Regions from separate parts of the Mus musculus genome. Here region 2 is linked to region 1. Evidence: chromatin contacts called from public HiChIP or PLAC-seq data. All regions are on one chromosome and are shown on one strand. Each heading gives the region's core, a stretch centred on a gene start, on an enhancer-like site or on the middle of the called end of the contact. The rest is flanking DNA. Distances are from core to core; before and after follow the strand shown. Region 1 overlaps Sel1l3 (sel-1 suppressor of lin-12-like 3 (C. elegans)). Region 2 overlaps Gm40305 (a long non-coding RNA gene).

Region 1 (6,061 bases), core at 975-3,474:
TCTTCCAGGATGGGCAGGGTCAGCGTATAAAGAAAGCCCATGCCTTGGGACAGGGCCAGTCGCCGAAGGTCATTTTCCCAAGCCAGGAACACAATGAGCTTTTTGATCCCTTGACACACGTACCTGTTCCGTGTGCTTCCCCTTGTGACCAGCTCCTGTTTCTAACAGGCATGGCTTCCAAAATCTCCTGGAGGCCCTACAGTGTGTACTTAACTAAGCAAATACAAATTGCATTGGGCCTAAGAGGAAGCCATCAGCATCCAGGAAGGACCTTCAAATCTGAGATGACACTGAAATGTCAAGTCAGGAGGCTCAAGTTCAACTGCCTAAGGGTTAGATGACATCTAACCATCTATGACAGTACATGGTAGGAGGCGAAAACCAGAGAAGAGGGACCTTGGGCAGACAGAAAATGCCTGGCCCTGGCCTTCCCTCTGAGATCGCTTACTATAGGAACAGGTCCAGGGCAGCTGCGTCTTTGATTTTTTTTTCCAAGTAAAGCTAGAAATTTGCATTTTTCTGAAAGTTTTTAGATACCGATAATGAAATTCTTTTCAAATACACAGAAAGGCATTTTGCAAACTAACTCCATTTGGAGGCCAACTCTGGCGGCGGCCTGTCCGTTATGCAGCCCTGGCTTTAGATAAAGCATCGCTTGAGTGATCCCTAAATTTAAGTTTTTGGAAATGTGCACAGATATATTCAGCGCTGTGGACACACAAGGGCAGAATTTAAATCTGAAATTAAACTAGAACACTAGGGTTAAAAATAACATTAAGGCATAAATCACCAAGGGAGAGTGAGTAGACATAAAAACAGGGTGCCTTTCTAGCTAGCTCCAAACCCCAGGCAGAGGCTCAGTTACCGGTCAGCAGGTCCATTTGCAGCAGGCTCTGGAACAAGCTGGGGTGCCTGTCTCTCAGTTCCTTCTCCCAGGGCAAGCCTCTGCACACCTCGGCTCTCCCATACTTGCGCTTGAGGTCCAGGTAGGAGTTATGGAAGTCACCTACACGGAAGCAGAAGACATCACTCCCTCAGGAGCGGCAATGACCTTATCCTTCTAAAAGCTCTCCTTCCTCAGGGGAACTTGGGATGGGAGGGCAGGCTTAATATGCCTGGATTTGGCTTGGGTCTTTCGGGAATTTGAAAACGGCCATTACACCTCTGCCTTGGGGGCAGCATTTGGAAGCAAGTCCAAGAGAAACGCGCCAAGGATGCTGATGGCTGTTGCCTAATTCTACAGAATGAGCAGCTGCCCTCTGACTTGCCCCCAGGAGGCTAATAATCTAGGCCATTTTTTTTTCTGGCTTGTGTTTTGAAGAACAAGGCCCTAGAGCCCCCCAGGAGGTGAGGAGGTTGGAGACTTTAGGATACTCTCCCTGATGCCACCAAACAGGTCGGCATAGAGGGCTGGCCTTTAGGGTCTCACTCCCAGTGCTGTGGGAATGATCCAAATGAGTTTCCTCTTTGGGACATTACTATTCCTGTGCGTCTGCCCCCTCTCCTGGCAGCATCTTTGTCTTTGTACATCTTTGTATGATTCAGTGAGCGTTAAGCGCAGCTGGAGATTAAGAGAGCGTATCCTTTTACATTTTCTGTACCTGCATGTATATGGCGAGGGGACACACGTGTGTGGGCATGCATCTACATGTGCACATGCACAGAGAGGCCAGGGGACAACCTTTGGTATATGTCCTTCCCAGAAACATCCTTTAGCCTTTGAGGTGTGGTTCCTCATCGTCTTGGAGCTAGCCCAGCTAGCTGTCAGTGAGGCTAGCCTGGCTGACCAGCAAGCCTTAGTCTCCATCTCCTCAGAACTGGGATTTCGGGTGAGTGACATCATATCCAGCCTTTTTATACGGGTTCTCGGCATGGAACTCAGGCCCTCATGCTTGCAAATACTTTACCAACTGAGCCATCTCAGTGCAAGATCATCTGCTTTTAAATTCGATTTTTGCTTAGGATGGGGGATCCTGTCTGTTCTACACGGCTCAAGTGGAGATCAAAGGGCAACTTTGAGAAGTCAGTTCTCCTTTTCCATCACACGGATCCCAGGGATTGAACTGAGGCTGTCAGGCTTGGTAGTAGATGCCTTTCCATACCTAGCTACCTCTCCAGCCTGATATGAGATTGACCAGCCACCACTCCCACCACTATGTGACCCTGTCAGACTGGGGCATGACTTAGGTCCATCTATGGGCCCCTCCTTCCCTAGCCTGGAACTGGAAGCTCCCCTAAGGGGGGGAGGAGGCATGAGCTGCACAAGGCAAGATTGAGATACTGAACTAGCTCTTGATGATGACAAATACCCCACAGGAATTTATCTTCCAGAAGGAACATATGTGACTAACTGCCGTGTCACCACATCAAACATGGATATCTAAAGCACAGAAAAATTTACAAGTTTAGGAGACTCTCCCTGATGCCACCAAACAGGTTAGCATATAAGGCTGGCTTTTCTAGGAGAAAAGCTGGGACCCTAGGAGACCAGACGGGACTCAGCTCCGTCCACACCCTGGGTGAGAAAGGAGAGTCTGGGCCACGTGAGCCCTGCGAACGCAGTCTATTTGAGATTTGTTCCTTTGCCAAATTTCCTGGTGCCTCCCTGAGCTGATCTGAGGGTTTGAGAATAAAACAGGGCCCCAGCCAGCAAAGTCACTGTTCAGATATTAATGGTCCAAGACAAAAGCACACTAATGTGTACAATAATTTCTAGTGATTAATTTATATTTTCCAATGCATTTTCTTTTCTTTTAGGCATGCCATCTAGGTAGAAAGAACACCAGGCAAGGTTCCTTTGTATTCTTAAATAAGATCGAGCAGGTATGGCGGGAGCTGACACCAGTTTTCGTTCATGGCGGTTGCTGGTGCTTTGTGGGGTTGGGTGGGGTAAGGATCAAGGCAGAACGCACATGCTGGTCCCCATCTGTCTTTGGAAGCCTTGAGTTACACCTGACCCTGCTGGTATCTGGGCTAAGAGGTTCGTGGGATGTTTCTATTTTAGTTCCCTCGCCCCAAGCAAAGCTAAACATGTCAATGCAAATGCAAAGCTTAAATATGCCCTCCAGAGCTCCGTACTTACATGTCTCTCGCCTCTCACCCCCAACCTGGACTGTTGCAGCATACGAGGATATTATATCCTGGACCTCAGTACACCGCTCATAGTATAGCTTGATTTGTTCAGCCAGTTCCTTCTCAAGGAAGGGATTAAGAACCTGCAGGAGGGTAAGAAATTGCATGAACTTCAATCATCATCAAATGTCCTCTGGCTAGTAGGACTAGGTGTGTTCAGCTGTCTGAGTTCCCTCTATGACATCACTGGCTACCATCCCACCTGGATATGCAAACCAGTGCCCTTTGGATCAATTCGAGGCATGCCAGTCCAGCGTCCTGTGTGCTACCTTCTCATCTGCAAAGCTTCTTCCATGTCAGTGGAGACCTGTCCCCTCCACGTGTAGTCCCTAGAAAACTGCACTCATCTCCATTTCCAAATGTTAATTCTACCCAAGGTGTGCCCGCCACCTGAGGCCGTCCTTCTGTTTCCTTCTGCTTTGCAGCAGCCTCAGTCTGCAGGAGCCAGTGAAGGGCCACTGCTCCAAAGCATAACTCCTGCAGGCTCAACGGTGGCCAGATGCACCCATGCACCTCGGTGAGCCCAAGCTTGTGGAAATTAACTCGTGTCATGTGACCTAGTAAGTGAACTGGGCCAAAGTCCCAAAGAGCAAGCCTCTTGGAACTGGGGGAATTAATCTTAACTCTGTTTTCAAATGCATGTCTGGACCCAAGAGAGGTTCACGAGATGGGCTCACTGGGTCATAACCAGCAGTGGTTTCTTTTGTTTTTTATACCGAAGGATCCAAAACTTCAGAGCACATTAGAGGAGGCGGAGGAGGTATTCTTAGTAAAATTATTTTTATTTTCATATATGAATACATGTATGTATGTGTGTGTGCTGTTCATTCTATTAATCAGAGTATCTTCAAAACATCATTTAAAGCTGGGTCTGTTGACATCCATCTGTAATTACAACTAGTCAGTAGCCTAAGGCAAGAAGATCAAAATTTCAAAGCATGTCTGAACTCCAGAGTGAGTTCAAGGCTAGCCTGGACAACTTTGTGAAAAACCTGTCCGCCCCCCACCCCCCAATTTTTTTAAAAAATGTTTTTAAGAAAGGAAAGAGTCTAAAGCTGAAAGAAAGCTCAAAGGTATTTGAGCCCCAGTACCAAAAAATATTTTTGTTTTGTTTTTGTGAGACAGGGTTTCCTATGTCCCAGGCTGATCCAACTTGACCTTGAGCTCTTGATCGTTTTTGCCCCGAACTGCCGACCACTGGCATTACCGGTGTGCACCACCATTACATGCCAGAGCGGTGGAATGTTTGAAGCTCAGCCTAACCCATCTTTCTTGCTTCTCCTCTCTGCTCCGGTCTGGCATGCAGTAGGCACTCTGAAGCATTTACTGCTCAAGTGGATCTGTGATTTTTCTTTTCCCAGTTATCTCAAAGGGAGGGAGGGAATCGGGCTTCCTACTTGTACTTGTGTCTTTGCCTGAACTCCACGGGGTCAAGGGAATGAGAGGACAACTCTCTCTCAGGCATCTGGTGGGGTCCTCCATCTCCTTAGCAGGGATGAGAAGGCACTGTTCTGAGGCTGTGTGGTAGGAAGCCGAGAGTCCTTTACTGGAATGGCTGCAGTAGTCCTCCGTGGGCATGTTAGGATGTGTGTCCTGGGTACAGTAAATTGCCTTGGGGTCCAAAGCCCTCCTGAATATGGCTCCCTGTGGCTTGCCCATCCCAGCATGAGCTGAGGCAGGGCTTCTGTGAGGATGAGTGAAAGATTGGCTGGCATGGGGCTTTAATTTGCTGGAGTATTGCTTCTTCTGATACTTTAAATAATAGCGTAGAAAAGAAGCTTTACCAAATAACTAAGATTCTCTCCTTTCATTAGCTTAATCACTGGATAGGCAACAGCCTGATAAAAATCTACTCTATAATTAAGCTAGTAGTTATTAAAACAGAGGAAGTAAATGGTTCCCATTTTATGAGTACTAAATGAACCGCACGGTAACAGAAATCTATTATTGGGCTGGCTCAGGGGAAGCCTCAATATTAATTATGTTTGGTGGCTGAGCCCACGCATGGTTCAGTCCGCTTGGGTAAATCTTTTGTTTACACTGTGTTTCCTGCTCCCAGTGGCCCACTGTCACACACACACTCCTGGCAAACTTCTTGATCCCCAAGGCTCACCTGTGCCGGGTGTAGGCTGCGGAGGCGATAGTATTTCACCGGTCCAAAAAACCCTTCGATGCCGGCCACGTACCTGCTCCCTCCAATAATGAAGTAGCCAGCTGTGTCGTTATAATAGAAGTCTTCATGGAAGCTAGAGAGGAGCACAAAAGATTGAGGCAGCCCTGGGGACTGGGACCTGGTTATCTTCAAAGAGACTCTGTCATGGACATCCCCAGACCCCTTGACCTAACTCAAGTTGCCATAGGTTTCTCAGTCTGGTTTGCAGCACTTAAGCCCGCTGCAGGGTCAGGTGGCCCTGGAAGAGATAAATCCTTGCTCCCAACCATCTAAGCCCTGAAGGCTATTGTCCTTTGTAAAATGACAGTTCCCCACTTAGTGAACTGTTAGGATTTGATGTACTCTGGTCCCAGGTAAACACCTAATATCTACTACTGTTTGTGATAGTGTTTAGAATCAGTGGGGTGGAAATACTGGGAAATATTTGTTCTAAAAGGCAAGCAGAAAGCAGACTAAGGAGAAACTTAAATTTTAAGCTGTTTGATAAGGATGAGAAGTTAAATTCATTGAGAAGGAGGTATCTATGGCAAGGCCAAAGGTCATGGAAGAAGCAGGTGATGTGCCTGCCACAAGTCCAGATTGCTGGGAGGGGCTGGAAGCAGCGGAAGGAGACAGGGATGAAACAGGTGCTGTATATAAAGGGCACAAAGGTGCTTCTTGCAGTGTTATTTGTATTCAAGATCGGAAAACCCCAGGTGTCTACTCATGAGGGATGGCCAGCCTCAGGCAAAACTTTATTTACTACGTAAATTATAA
Region 2 (6,061 bases), core at 1,149-3,648, 780 kb after region 1:
GAGATGCTTCTCTTGGACCAAGCATGTCCTGGGGCTTCCTTGTCCTCTGGCTCTTAGTACCCAAGGCTGAGGAACTGGACAAGAAAAGGCACAGAGTGTTTTTTTGCCTTCAGCTTCCTGCCACCCAAGCTGTAACTTGGCAGCGCTGCAGTTTTCTATCTAAGTGACACCCTTATTGAGCAACCTCTTTCTCTTGACTCCAGTGCAGTGCTCACCTTTGTGCACCAAGTAGGTTAACTGGGAGGTGATGCTGGGAAGGATGGTGCAGGGGAGTGGGGAGGTGGGTTAGGAGAAAGGAGGGTAACATCACAAGGCATACAGATGGGCATGAATTTGCGTAGAGGAGCAGCCGGGCTCAGAGCTCTGGAAAACAGGACCAGCCGCAGAGTTGCCCCACCTGAGTAGGGAGAAGGTGGGGCACCGCCTCTTCCGATGGGGCAGCATAGCAGCAGCAGCTGACTGGCCTCCCACTGGTGTTAACGTAAGGGGCACCCCCTGTTCCTTGTGGCTCTGCCAGCCTACCCACACCTCCGTGAATCTTCCCTTCATCACATTCTCTTCCGTCATCCCCTGAAGTGTAACCACGTCTTTCCTTCCCTGACTCATTACAATAGTGAAGATCCTAAACCCTCCATGAGCTCCTGTCTGCAGAACCAGATATGTAGCAGACGCTCAGGTCCTGCCCACATCCCTATCACCAGCCAAGGCTTCTTCAAGCATCTATGATGGTCTGAGGGGGTTTTCTCCTGAGTGTGTCACACAGGGCAGGCCCAAAAGAACAGCTTTCAATGGAAAGTGGAGGGGACCTGGTGAGTGATTCCTGGGCCATTTTGATTCTGGCGAGGATGAGTCCAAAGCACTTCTACAGTTCTCCAGAGGTCTGACTTGAGCTCCTCACAGCAACAAGCTACTTGCTGGTATATCTTGAGTTGCCAGCCCTCCTGATCCTGAATCACTTCCTGACCTACCGCTACCCCCCACTCCACTAGCCATGTCTGTAGTGACACAACAAATACCTAACACATACTAATGAAGAAATGAAAGCATGTTTAGCCCTGAGTTTTTGAGGCTCAAATCGATGCTTGGGCAACCCAATTATTTTGAGCCTCTACTGAAGTTTCCAGACATAGATAGCAGGAGATCATGACAGCATGTCAGTGAGCCAGAAAAAGAAGAAAAGAATGAGGTTTCACAGCCCACACCTTCAACGACTTAAGGACCTCCCACGAGGCACTGCTTCTTAAAGGCCCACAGCACCTCCCAGGGATGTTATATACCTTTGCATAAGGAAGGTGCACACCCAAACCATAGCAGGCACGGCTCTGACAGCTTGTCCCAGGATCACTTCCTAATGAAACCACCTGCCTAGGACACTCTGTCTCAGACTGTGCTGTGTGAGAACTCAAACCAAGAAGCCTCCGGCCTGAATGACAGCCCCTTCCAAACAGGCCCCACAGGAATCTTAAACTGACTGAATTCCTTTGCAAGGGCCATTAAAACCCTTGATGCTCAAGGCCTCTGTTCACAGTCCGTTCCCCCTCCCCTTCCCCAGAACCCTCTGATTTGCCTTCTTTCTATCCACCAGCCACACTCAATTATAGGCAGTTCTTGGAACACTGTCTGCTCGTCAAGTTTCTGGCCCTCTGCCATGCTGTTCTCTCTGCTGGGAATAGCCTTCACCCACCCGCCATACATTCATCTGCCTCTCACTCGTCTTAAAGGTTTCTGTCTTCCCTGACCACCTTTCAACAATCAGACACCAAAACTGAGAGGTGTGAATCCTGTTTTGATGGTGCCCGTTTTTCTTCCACTGGATTGTAAACTCCTGAATACAGAAACTTCCTTATTTATCCACAAATTCCCAACACAGCATTGTACACACAGGGCAGTTTTTGTTTTTGTTTTGAATAAGTGCTTGATTGATAGATAAAACAATCTAGTAAATAAAAAAAACCATTTAATTCTGTAGAAGGAATAAAAGGGTCCTGCTTAAGGAATAAAATACAGTGGATATTCTGAGGAAATTGTAAACTACTTCGTGGGTTGATGGCGTGGGAAGATGACAGCAGTTACTTCCTAAGGAAGAGACAAGCAATGATTTTTTTTTTTGAAGGTCACGAAGGAGGTGAAAGCTAAGTAGAAAGACTGGAGGAGGTGTAGAGGAACAGGGAAAGGAAGTCTCCAGTGACAAGGACCCTGAGGACATTTCTAGGCCAACCTGAGAATGAAGTGAGCCAGGCCAGCAAGAGAGAAGATGCTGTACTGAGCTTCTGGACCAGTGGGGCACACAAGTGGGGTGTGTCGTTGACCACATAGAGTTCCAAGGCCATGACTTCATTCATTGTTTAGACTGCTGCCCCTCCCCCAGCCCTGCCATCTTTCCTTCCTTCCTCAGCTTCCTCTGCTACTGGGCGAGGCTTCCTGTTAAGTCCTTCTGAGAACTGGAGTTTTCAGAGCTTTACAGAGTGAGGACGCTTGCCAGTGGAACTGCTACCAAAGGTCCTCGTTGACTTCCAAGAAGCCATAGCTGGCTAAGTCACAGAGGTACTAGTTCCACACCTCAGAGGGTGAAGACCCAGAGGTGCCCTCTTCACTTTCGGGGTGTGCTTTCCAGAGCATTCACAGCTACTCAGGAAAAGGGCAGCTCCACCTTTCTGTTCCCAAAGCCAAACCCTCACCACCAGGACGCTGGCTCTAAAAGAACCCTTGGTGACTCATTTCCAGGACAGAGGCCTGTTATAAAGTGAAGTATCCCATTCTTCTATCTTTTGACTCATACATTTTGAAAACTTTAGAAGGTAAATTCTCATTTTTATAGAATTCAGGAATGGATAAAATTCTGTCTATGTAAAAAACGGTTAGTAAAATAAGCGTTTAGAATGGCCAGCATTCAGGAAGATGGCCACAAAAGACTACACAGTCCTAGAAGGTTCAAACACTGCTCAAACATCCCTCACCCCCAATCCCAGCATCCTAAAAGCTCTAAAGCCAATTTACGGGACAACTTTAGCATCAAAATTCACGTGGCAGCAAACACTGACCTGAAATAATGGGACTTTATTTAGAGTCAATATTTATCTCCAAGTAATTATTTTTACATATCTGTTGTAACCAAAATACCAGTGTGTTTTATTACAGGGTTTTACCTCTATACCCTGATGAGAAGATAACAGAAACTTTAAGTACACTGTTAGACATTGTATCATTCTAGAATTAAAAAAAATACTCTGAATTCCAGAACAGGTAAGACACACAACAGATTAATGGGCTGAGTCTATATATAGTATTTTCAAATTAATTATAGCAGTAGACATTTTTTAGGATGTTGCAGTTTTATGAAAGTTGGAGGATGGTTAGCCATGCATGACCACATCTGATTGTCCAGGGTCCTCTCTAGCTCCTTCTGCATCTGTACTCTATCACTTTGCTCTCAATAGGAGTTGATGAATCTGCGCTCAAGCCCTTGAAGTGCACTGGGCTGGGTTCAAGAGACATGCCTTTAAAGACTGGCTGCCTTTGGAGAGTCACTTCGTGTTCTAGTCCATAGTTGTCCTATCTGGAAGAAGAGGCCAGTCTTGCCTTTTTCAGAGCATGCTGCAATGACGAAGCCGATGGGTATATGTGAAAATGCCCTAGAAACTATAAAGGAATGCGAAAGCTCTAAAGGAAAGCCCACTCTGCAGTTATCCCAGATAGCCTACTCTGACTCTAAAGGGGAATAAGCATTGTTTAAAGCCAAGTGTACTGACACTCTGTGCTGAAACCCAAGTGGTCAACAAGATGACTGGGATGCCCAGCTGGGCTTCAGGAGGGCTTCACTGCTTTGTGCTTGCCCATTTGGAGATGCTGTGGTCCTTGGATGCCTGTGTTAGTTTCCCTCGCCCTCTTGGGTGTGTCTGAGACAGCAGCTTTGCTGCTTTGGCTTTCGAATCCCTCACAGCGTGTTAGCATCTGGCCTTGCTTCCCTTCCACACTCTGGGCTGTGTTTAGACTGCACTGTCTGCTTTCAAGTCACGGGCTTCCCAACGCCCAGACATTTCACAGTCCCCTCTACTTGAATCACGTAAGTCTGGCCCTCGGGTCCAAGCAGTGCATGGGTGTGTCTCACACAAGAGAACAATCAACAAGATTAAGTTACTTTTGAGTTCCTAATTGATTTTCCAGAACTCCCTCTTCCTATCACAAAATACAGCTTTCTGAGCAGTGTGGTCTAATGCTGCAAGGTGTGGAGGTGGATGAGATTTAGGAAAGCAGATACATTCTGGAAATAAAAGGGCTTTCACATGTAAATGAATAATTGACATGCTTCGCCTCCCAATAACATTTATTGTTTGCAGTCACCAAACCCAATGCCAAGACAGATTTTTGTGTTTTAGGCTACAAAATTTGGAGAGTTGCTCAAATTCTTTTCATCCCTGGAGTTTTGTTTATATTGAATGTGATGTATTGAAAGAATTTTTTTTACCATGTTTTGGCATTATTTTGAAATACAAATTAGATAAGGCTAATTGTAATAATTGTTTTTAGTTATTATGACTCGGTATAGTTTCCTTGATTCTTGTTAATGTGTAGTTATACCTTTTATTTAAAAAAAAATCTATCTCTTTCCTTGCTTACTTGATGTGGTTTTATTTGTTTGTTTCTTCTTCAAGACAAACTCTTTCTATATATCTCTGGTTGGCCTGGTATTTACTATGTAGTCCAGGTTACATTTAAATTCAGGACAGTCCTTCTGCCTCATCTTTCCAAGGAGTTTATGGTCCTTAAGGAAGAGAAGACATGACTCTCCTCTGTAGTATATATAGAAACCTGTTATTACTTGGACTTGATATTATCCCTTTTTCCAAGGACTCTCCATGTGAATTAAACAGAGCTGATCAGGATCCATGGTACTTTTATCCAGGTTAAGCCCACTTTTTTTTTTTTCAAAAGTTAAGTAGATAATTACATTAGATGTTGTGGGGTCATGTACTTTAGTTAAAACTTGCTAACTAACTCCACAGTACAAAAGTAGCCAGTCACGGGCACCAGGGAAGTCAGCACCTGGGCATGACTGTGTTCTAGTAAAACCTCGTCTACAAAGGCAGGTGTTGTGCTAGAGTTATCCAGAAGCTAGTAGCTTGTTTGTTTTAATAAAGCACTCATTGCATTGTGCTATAATTAGCTTCAAGTTGCTGGTCTTCTCCATAAACCCTTGTGTTTCTTCTAGTAAAGACTCCTCGGTCAATTATTTTCAAAAAAAGAATATTCAATCACTGACTAACTCATCAGAAAAAAAAAATAACTGTTTTAAGCAAAAGTCAGTAGTTGATAGTGATACAGGTGAGGGAAACTAATGAGAAACGGGGTATTTATTAATCTCCAAATACTAATAACTTCCCACTACACACCTATTGACTGCAAAGAAGAAACCAATTTTGCAAAGCCACTATAGGACTGAATCCCCCCAAACAAGTGATCAAAGCTATTTATTTACTTGACAATGATAAAAACTGACCCTAGTACATATGGGACTGCGATTTCTTTGCTAAAGCTAAGTACTCTGGATCCAATCAGAAAAACCACCAAGCAACCACAGGCTGAGAACACTGAAGATAATGTTAGACCCATTCTCTCTGCAAGTACCCATGATATGAAAAATAAGCATTGGGGGACTGGGCCAGAATGGAAAAGAACAGGCTAGAAAACACAGATTCATGCATCTAAGATTCTATGCTTATAAAGGACATTAGTGAAAAACTTGCCAAAATCTAGAATAGACCTATTGACTGAAAAACATGTATCAAAGTTAATGTCCAGACTTTGACCATTAGTCATATTTTGTTGTTGTTTTCAGCACAGTGATACACCACCAAAGTGACTAATCCTTTTAGCTTGCCTGGGATAGTGACACTTCCTGATACAGGACTTTGGAGGACTTGCCACGTAAATGGCAATGGGCTTCTCAAAAGGTTCAGAAGCAAGATGTGTGATATGTATCTGCAAGGGGGTAAAACAAAGTTAGTAAATGTTAACACTTGATACATAGTAAAATAGCCATACTATTTCAGTAGCTTTTCCA

The links. HiChIP or PLAC-seq counts read pairs in DNA pulled down with a chosen protein or histone mark.
Region 2: a FOXA1 HiChIP or PLAC-seq map of pancreatic cancer cells shows a contact between it and region 1. The contact joins two enhancer-like sites. A contact is called at or near these places in 1 of 484 Hi-C or Micro-C datasets (embryonic stem cells) and 1 of 115 datasets of contacts at active chromatin or transcription factors (pancreatic cancer cells).

Annotation. Positions count from the first base shown.
Region 1 is chr5:53,169,492-53,175,552 of GRCm38.p6, forward strand. Sel1l3 (sel-1 suppressor of lin-12-like 3 (C. elegans)) reads right to left here. Exons shown (of 24, transcript NM_172710.3): 7 at 5,246-5,378; 8 at 3,083-3,215; 9 at 866-1,006. Among named protein-coding and RNA genes, the nearest start is that of Sel1l3, 41 kb to the right of the region's middle. Within about 2 kb of position 2,225, at least 14 of the 459 cell types and tissues checked have an H3K27ac peak or open chromatin away from gene starts, as enhancers often do. A contact at or near this core is called in pancreatic cancer cells, where this site is marked.
Region 2 is chr5:53,946,378-53,952,438 of GRCm38.p6, forward strand. It overlaps Gm40305 (a long non-coding RNA gene), which reads left to right. Exons shown (of 3, transcript XR_868426.1): 3 at 3,438-4,616. Among named protein-coding and RNA genes, the nearest start is that of Gm40305, 22 kb to the left of the region's middle. Within about 2 kb of position 2,399, at least 106 of the 459 cell types and tissues checked have an H3K27ac peak or open chromatin away from gene starts, as enhancers often do. A contact at or near this core is called in pancreatic cancer cells, where this site is marked.